2 separate regions of the Ovis aries genome follow, and region 2 is linked to region 1. A link is a contact called in public Hi-C data. All regions are on one chromosome and are shown on one strand. The core of a region is the stretch at or near the end of the contact, and the rest is flanking DNA. Distances in the headings are between cores, read along the strand shown. Region 1 overlaps ARHGEF10 (Rho guanine nucleotide exchange factor 10). Region 2 has its middle 13 kb from the start of MYOM2.

Region 1 (4,282 bases), core at 830-3,329:
TTGTCCAGCTGCTCAGCTCTGGCCTTACAAGGGCAGTACTGGCAAGTCTTTAATAGGACCGAGACCACTGACTGGCCCCCAGGTAGACCCCAGGACCGAGACGTTGCCATGGAGATGGGCCCCTAGATCCATCCCCATCCAATGGGCCTCTTCCTCTTATGGTTTCAATTACACACATGATTGGACGCTGGAGAACAAAGCCTAAGGTCGGAGAAGGAAAACATGATCATTGCTGATAAGGTAGTAAAATATCTTCTCTTGGAACAGAGGCGAGCAGGGTGACCCTGGCTGCTAATGCTGAGGGAATGCCGGCCTCTCGGGTAGAAAGGTTAGCCCGCGTGTCCCCGGTGGGCCCGTGTCACGCGTGAGTGGTGACGGCCGGCCTCTGACTGCGGGAGAAAGGTTAGCCCGCATGTCCTCACCAGGCCCATGTCACGCATGGGTGGTGATGGCCGGCCTCTGCAAGAGAAAGGTTAGCCCGCGTATCCCCAGCCAGCCCGTGTCATACGTGGGTGGCCTCTGACTGCAGTTTCCGGGTGGGGAGACTCCAGGTTGGGGGGCAGGTGTGGTCTCGGCCCAGGTGTCCCAGGGATGGGCGCTTTGCAGAGCTGCCACCCATTTAAAAGTCTCAGTTCTGTGTTAGATATGCTACTTTTTAAAGCATTTATTAACTTTACAAATTATGGTACTCTCATGCAGCACAGTTCACCCATTTTAAGTGCACGGTGGACAGAAGGTGGGGGGCCAGGGTGTGCCAGGTGCTGAGCCTGGAATGGGGGGCTATGCTGACTTGGGGTCCTCTGCACACAGATGCGGTCAGCACTGTGGGCCCGGATATTCACCTGGGATTAGTGTGGGAACCTCTGTGGTTTCCCCAACTGTGGAGTGGGTCTGATTTCTAGCTCTGAGCTGTGAAAGGTGAGTGGGGGAGTAAATGGTCTTTAAAAGGCCTTCTCGGTTAGAACTAAGGTCTGCTAATTCTGTAAGTGTGGGCCGATGGAACTCAGGTCGGGGCCCTCTGGGGCTTTTCCCAGCTCCGGGACAGAGCGTGATGCTGTCCGGCGCTTACAGAGATGCTGAAAATGGTCCAGGTGTTTGTCCCATGGCAGCAGGGATGAAGGATTTGTCCAGGTTCACCCTGGGGGGAGGGCAGGTCCTGTGGGGTGGACAGTGAATTGCCCACGTGGACAGGGTCCGCCCCTTGACCCCAGCGCCAGGCTGAGCATGGGGTTCCTCCGGCGGGTCTGGGCAGCTGGGAGCCTCCTGTCCATGAGCCGCTCACGGGCCAGCCTGCCTCAGTCGTGCCGGAGTTTTCACAGAACAGCTGCAGTGCCCTCGCTGATGTCTCTCCTGATGCTCCCGCGCTTCTCATCCCAAGCTATTTTGAGAAGCTGAGTTAGAAACCCTGCTCCCCGATGTTCACATGACTGTTGTGCTGTTTGAATGACTCTTTTCTGAAGTTCAGCACTGCAGGCTGGGCTGCTGTCGAGCGGTGGGGACAGCGTAGGCCTCCCTGCCTGGCAACCACAGCTGTGGGAGGAGGGCCCTGCAGAGCCGGGATGGAAGGTGCCTCCGCCCTGTACCCTGCCTCTCCTTGGGGGGTGCCACGTGAGGCCTCAAGCTTTCCACTAGGTGTGGAGCCTTGCAAGCCAGAGGCCCTCGGCTGGTTTAAGTTCAGGGAGTTATTTTGCAAAATTCTGTGCCCACCACGTCTTAGTTTAACTCTGCTTCATGCTATCGCAGGAGGCGGGTTTATGAGGAAATAAATTTCCCTTATGGCAAAAATAAGGTGACACTGGATTCTTCATTTAGGATTCTCATAACCTCAGTGCAGTTTCCACAAGTGGCCTTTAGACCACCCTCAGTTTGCAAGAAATTGTGCCAGGTGGGCACCGTGGTGGGTGTTGAGGGGCTGTGTCCACAACATGGGCACTTGGGGGGCCTCTGGGGCAGGGGATGAGCTGTCAGACCCTCAGAGACATGTGCACAAGATGGGGAAGGCGTTGCCCCCTGGCCGCTGGCCTGTCCTGAGGACAGGTTTCTGAAACGTTTCAGCAGGGGGAGCAGTTGTGCAAATTCTGATGCATGTCATTCTGGGAAAATCACTCCCATTGATTTCTGTGTAGTTACTTAACGCTCACAATTGGCAGTGAAAACAAGAGGCATGGCTGGGTCTCTGTCCCAAGGGGAGATGCACGCTCGGGCTCGGGCACAGCCGCAGCTGTGGGCAGAGGAGCTGTGCGGGGCACCGGCAGCCACTTGCGGTGCCTCCCTGTCTGGGAACAGGCACAGACCAGGGAGACCTGCGGTGGATCGGGGTGACGTGCACGTCAGGAGCCGGGGGCACCCCCACCATCCCTGCTGGCCTCTGTCTGTGGCCTCCTTGTTGCCCGGTTCCCCCCGCCTGGAGAGCTCCGGTCCTGGAGGCCCCCGGTACCTGGTGTGTGCTGGGTGCCTGGGGTGACGCAGGGCCCTCGGGCACAGAGCTGCTGCCGGATGTGTCTGCCGAGCCCCAGCCTGCGCCTCTGAGGGTCTCTGGGCACAGTTGCTGCGTCCTTGACCACACGGACTCTGCTTGGCTTTCCAGCCCCGAGATTTCAAGCCTGTCGCAGTTTCCGTGGAGACGGGCTGGGTGAGAAGCCGTCTGCTTCCCAGGAGCCACGAGGTCTGGGTGGGGCCACGCTGGTCAGCGCTGCTCCATCCGCGTGATTTCCTGCTTTGCGAGGAGGCTTCTGTGGTTCTGACCCGGCACCATCCAGCACCAGGTGCAGGGAACTTTATGCTGTTAGAGCTTTTCTGGAAAGTCTCAGATTACTTCAGAATGAAAGGTCAGAAACGGAAAAGCATCTCGTTACCTGGAAACAGTCACCTTAAAAATCTCTGGGTGCGCTAGACTCCGTTCTTGAGTCTCCTTCCTCCAGCCCTGGCGGGAACACGCTGGGATTTGTGCGTGTTAGTTTTCCAGTATCGTTTGGCTGCGCCGAGTCTTCGCTGCCGCACTTGGGATCTTCCGTTGCAGCCTGTGGGATCTATTCCCCTGACCAGGGGTGGAGCCTGGGCCCCCTGCCTTCAGAGCCACTGGAGCAGAGGGCAGGCCTCAGTGTGCGCCTCTTGCCGCCTGTGTTGCAGACCGAGTCTACGTGGGGCCGGGGCAGCTGTATCAAGACCTCCAAAACTTGCTGCATGACCTCAGCGTCATCGGCCACATCACTCAGCTGGTCGGAAACCTCAAAGGAAACTATCAGGTGACGGCCGAATCTTGGGTTTAAATTCTGTTTTAGTTTCCCAACCATCATCAGCATGGTTCCCACCACCCAGAAGGGGGGACTGGAGTTACTCCAGGCCTTGATCTGACTGTGTCTCCCATTTCCGAGGAGCTGAAGCCTTCCAGCGTAACCGTCTTCGCCTTGAGGCTGACTCAAGCCTCAGTTCTCTTAGAACCATCCTGGCACCGTGTGACCCTCCTCCCAAAGGAGCCTTTTTCCCGACGTGAGATGTGTCACTGGTCTCCCTGGGTCTCTCATGTCGTGGCATCACTTTCCTCCTCTCCCTCAGTTCGGTGCTGTCTTCCTAACACCTTTCCGTGCACTTGTGCGTCTCCTCCTAGAACCTGAACCCGTCGGTGGCCCAGGACTGGATGTCCGGCTTACAGAGGCTGATTCTGAAGAAGGAAGAGGAGATCCGAGCGGCCGACTGCTGCCGGGTGCAGCTGCAGCTCCCGGGGAAGCAGGACAAGTTAGTGGGCCTCAGGGGGGGGCCCGCGAGCTCGGTCCTCTGTCCCAACCTGCTCGTCCTCACAGTTTGGGGACCGTATCCTACAGGCAGGCCCCAGGACTGGGTTTCACGCGTTGGAGCCCACTTGCGGAGTGAACGGCCTTCCCTTCTCCCTGCAGGTCCGGCCGGCCGACTTTCTTCACCGCCGTGTTCAACACCTTCACTCCCGCCATCAAGGAGTCCTGGATCAACAGCCTGCAGATGGCCAAGCTCGCCCTGGGTAAGATGGGTTGAGGTCAGCTGATGAAACGAGGGGTGGCACGCATTCCTCTCTTACGATGGGTGCACGCCCGGGAGGGTAAGACCGCGGCTGGGAAGGAAGCTTGAGAAGGGGTTCGTCCGGTCACCCGTAAGAACGTCCTCACCTCTGTCCGTTCTCCCCGGCGGCTGCAGAGGAGGAGAACCACCTGGGCTGGTTTTGCGTGGAGGATGACGGGAACCAGATCAGGAAGGAGAGACACCCGCTCCTTCTGGGACACATGCCTGTGACGGTGGCCAAGCAGCAGGA
Region 2 (4,282 bases), core at 721-3,220, 54 kb after region 1:
AGCTCTGTGAAGACATGGGTGGGCCTGGTTGTCAGGACCCTTGGCTTCCAGATTCACGGTCAGCACCGGGGACGGCAGCCACTCAGCTGAGTCCACTCGTGAGCTGTGGGCACCGCAGGTGGGCGTGGTATTGTCTGCAGGACCGTGCCTCCCGTCCCGGAATCCCCACCTCCAGGCCTGAGGTTGCAGGGTTCAAGGCCACTGCCTGGATGGCGGTGAAAACAATGGGGCCCCAGCAGGGACACGGCACTGACTGGCTGGTTCCTCTCTGGAGATCCGTGTTCGTGTGAGCCCCTAGAGGCTGTTGTCTGAGTGAACAGCCCCTGGGTGTTCTGTAGGAGGATCCACCAAACCCTAAACTCACAGACACAGGTGGCCACACAGCGTTTTTCTCTGCCATCTCCTCATACCTGTCAGTCCTCCAGGTCCACAGTCCCAGGCCTGTGTCCACGCTGTCCTGGCCCAAGACTCCTGCATCTTTCCCCCGCGGCCTCTGATGCCCACAAAGCTGCTGAGCCGCTCACCACCCCCAAGTGTCATCAGGACGTCGCGGGGGCCGCTGTCCCTTCTCCACATCAAGGCTCGGGCACGAGTGCAAGTTTCCTGGCCTTTGGAGCCAGTCGAAGACAAACACAGCTGGACGTCCGTTAAAGCGGATTCTGCTCAGCGCCGCCCACGGCGAGAGGAGCCAGCGTCGGGCTCAGCCAGGTCACGGCGCCTTCGAGGGGGTGGGAAGGGGCAGCAGACAGCGCCAGGGCCGGTCCCTGGACTGCGATAGGGCTGCGTCTGAAGCTGCCAGCTGCTGAGGAAGGGCTCCGCCTCCCGCCCAGCGCACCTTCCTCAAGCTTCCTCCGGAAGGCGTGGCTCACAGGCCCCTGAGAAGGATGCCCCGAACGGTGGGAGCACCCAGGTGTCTCGGAGAAACAGAGGACAGGCCCACACGCATCAGCCCTTCTTAGTGAAAGCTCTGGAAGGTCAAGGCCCGGCCAGGCACAGAGGGAGTGGACAGCGCACCCCTCGCTGCAGCCCGGAGCTTCCCAGGAGGCGCTGCCACGGGGCTGGTGCCTGCAGGACCTCCTGGTGGGCGGGAGGCCCTGCTTGGGTTAGACCTGGGTCCTGGTGCTGAGTTCGGACAGGGAGGTGGGTGTCCGGGGCCGCACAGAGATACCCGCCCGAGGTGAGAGCCGAGTCCAAGCCACTGCTATCTCTGTGGGTTTCTGACGCACTCTGGAGACATTTTCTTCTGCTTCCAGGGCTTAATTTGAGAACTCGCTGAAACTGAGCAGCAGTGTATAACTGGGACTGCACACTCGATGGAAGGAAGAGTCTGATGCATCAGAAAGATACATCCTGCCCATGCCCGTGGTCGCAGGGGTGTGTGATGCTTTAGACAGACTGCCCGGCTTCCGCTTAGGTTTAGACTACAGGCTCCTGCGGAGCCCCTACGAGTAACCCGATTACTGAGGCTGCTGCGTCCCAAGGGTGCTTTCCCTCCAGGGGGTCGGGGGACTGGAGTCCGGGCCTGCCCCTGCTCCAGCCCCGTCTGCCCCACAGCTGCTGCCCCTTACAGCCCAGCGCATCTGCCCTTCAGGTGAGCTGTGGCTCTGCGGTGACTCACACACGGCTGTGGGCAAAACGCCCTGCAGGCTGCACGGTGCAGGCGCCTGTGGAGTGGGCAGGGCGGCGGTTGGGGGATGCGTGGCTGAGAATCTGGGGCTGGCCTGGGGCCCCCGGGGTGCACCGTCCTGGAAGGAGGCCGGGGGACAGGCGGGCTGGGCACCTGCAGCCCGCCCGGGCCTCGGGGCGGCCAGGGGAGCTCTGTCCACCTCCAGGATGCTGGCCGGACGCCCCACCAGCTTTCTCGGCGCTTCTGTGTGCTTTCCCCCGCAGGCTCTGTGCCACCCTGGGGCCCGCTGAGCCCGCCCCGCCCCTCTGTAAACAGCAGAGCAGTGTCCGCGGCCCTTTGTGACACAGCGGCTGTGGGAACTGGCCCTCGGGCAGACAAAGGCTCTTTCTCTCCGCCGCTTGCTCTGAATCTCCTCCTGTCCCCGGGCCGGTGGGTTGGCGTCCCTGTGGTGTCCTCGGCAGTTAAAGTCTCTGTGTTCTTTTCAGAAGGTCGTGGCCCGGGGGTCTGTGTCTGGGTCAGGGAGGCCATTCTCTGACCTTGGCCCTGAGGAATGGACGGGCCCCCCGGCCCCCACCCACCCTGTCCAGTTACTAATCATTTACTTGGCACAATTCAGATCCATTAAACCTGAATAGAGTTCAGGATCTAGGGAAGGATGGATAATAGAGACATGTAATTAGGAAGGGATGGATCATAGGAAATCATAAGTGGCAGCTGTGACTGGGGCAGCAGACGGAACGAGGGCAGCTGGGGGGTGGTGGGGGGCAGCCCCTCCCCCTGTCTTTTCAGCCACCACCAGCCCGTCACAGCCCAGTTCTGGAATGCTGACTCAGTAACCTGACTTGGGCCATTGTTTCCCCATCTATTTGCCATGAAGTGATGGGACCGGATGCCATGATCTTCGTTTTCTGAATGTTGAGTTTCAAGCCAACTTTTTCACTCTCCTCTTTCACTTTGATCAAGAGGCTCTTTAGTTCCTCTTTGCTTTCTGCCATAAAGGTGGTGTCATCTGCGTATCTGAGGTTATTGATATTTCTCCCTGCAATCATCTCATGGCAAATAGATGGGGCAACAGTGGAAACAGTGAGAGACTTTATTTTGGGGGGCTCCAAAATCACTGCATGGTGACTGCAGCCATGAAATTAAAAGACGCTTGCTCCTTGGAAGAAAAGTTACTATCAATTTGCACAGCATATTAAAAAGCAGAGACATTACTTTGTCAACAAAGGTCTGTGTATTCAAGGCTATGGTTTTTCCAATAGTCATGTGTGGATGTGAGAGTTGGACTATAAAGAAAGCTGAGCGCTGAAGAATTGATGCTTTTGAACTGTGGTGTCGAGAAGACTCTTGAGAGTCCCTTGGACAGCAAAGAGATCCAACAAGTCCATCCTAAAGGAGATCAGTCCTGAATATTCATTGAAAGGACTGATGCTGAGGCTGAAACTCCAATACTTTGGCCACCTGATAGAAAGAGCTGACTCATTTGAAAAGACCTTGATGCTGGGAAAGATTGAAGGTGGGAGGAGAAGGGGACGACAGAGGATCAGATGGCTGGATGGCATCACCCACTCAATGGACACGAGTTTGGGTGAACTCCGGGAGTTGGTGATGGACAGGGAGGCCTGGCGTGCTGCAGCTCATGGGGTTGCAAAGGGTCAGACACGACAGAGCGACTGAGCTGAACTGAACTGACTTGGTCACCCCTTCCTTTTCCTCCTGCTCTCTGCCCAGGGCCCCCCACACCCCCTTCTCCTTCACTGGGGCCCTGGCATCCACCCTGGTTCCTCACTTCCCTCTGGCCTCCGTGGGCACCTTCTCCTCTCAGCACAGTTTCGACCTTTCCACATTCTCCCCACCTGCTGTCACTCCAAAGCACTGCCCACCAGAGCCAGCCTTAAATTCATTAATGTCAAGAGGGGGCCGACCTTCTTTTCCCCTCTGTCCTGTTCTGAGTCTGTTTGTAAAGGTGCCTGCATGATGGCAGGAAGTTGGTTGTGTGTTACTCACAGTCCCCAGGAGAGAGGGGAACTGCCGGACGTGTGGACGCGCCGGGGATGGCCTGGGGTCGGGGGCAGAGACACGACAGAGGCAGGATGGAGGCCACGGGCTTCCCTGGGTTCCAGGATGGAGGGCAGGCGTCCATCCTCAAAGGACACAAGGGGACTCAGTCTCAGGGCTGCAACCCGCAGGGGGCCTGCGGTCCACGGAGCGGGGTTCAGAGCCGCTGCAGGATGCTGGGGGTGGGAGGGGCTGCCGGGACACCCCGCCCACCTGGAGCCGCTGCTTCGTTTTGTTTCTCAGTTCTGACAGTGAGCCCCTGGTCCCGCCCCACACAGTCGGGCACCTTCTACGAACAGCAAGGCCGGCAGGAATCAGCTGTCTTTGGGATCAGTGTTCTCAAACCTCACTTGTCAGGAAGTCCATGTGCTCGGGGGCAACTGCACACGCGAGTTGAAATAGAGCCGGATAACTAAAGTCAGAGCTCCTCTCTCCCCCTGCACCCACACACGTGCTCACACGTGTCCCCCGAGACGACGGGCAGGGGCGTTTGATTTCACACGCTCTCCTCTCCCCTCCCCTCCTGTTTGGCGTCACACCCCCAGCGATCTTTGCATTATCCATCATTTCTAGTTTGAGGACAAGGAGGCTGAGTCA

Evidence for each region. A called contact is a pair of places that touch in the nucleus more often than the background predicts.
Region 2: a contact with region 1 is called in a Hi-C map of liver, with 5 times the contacts expected there. The contact joins two enhancer-like sites. A contact is called at or near these places in 10 of 16 Hi-C or Micro-C datasets (hypothalamus, liver, mixed tissues and 4 more).

The regions. Positions count from the first base shown.
Region 1 is chr26:1,499,817-1,504,098 of ARS-UI_Ramb_v3.0, forward strand. ARHGEF10 (Rho guanine nucleotide exchange factor 10) reads left to right here. Exons shown (of 28, transcript XM_042241502.2): 18 at 3,130-3,245; 19 at 3,608-3,735; 20 at 3,894-3,994; 21 at 4,168-4,282. Among named protein-coding and RNA genes, the nearest start is that of KBTBD11, 28 kb to the right of the region's middle. Within about 2 kb of position 2,080, at least 10 of the 54 cell types and tissues checked have an H3K27ac peak or open chromatin away from gene starts, as enhancers often do. A contact at or near this core is called in hypothalamus, where this site is marked.
Region 2 is chr26:1,553,936-1,558,217 of ARS-UI_Ramb_v3.0, forward strand. No RefSeq gene overlaps it. Among named protein-coding and RNA genes, the nearest start is that of MYOM2, 13 kb to the right of the region's middle. Within about 2 kb of position 1,971, at least 11 of the 54 cell types and tissues checked have an H3K27ac peak or open chromatin away from gene starts, as enhancers often do. A contact at or near this core is called in hypothalamus, where this site is marked.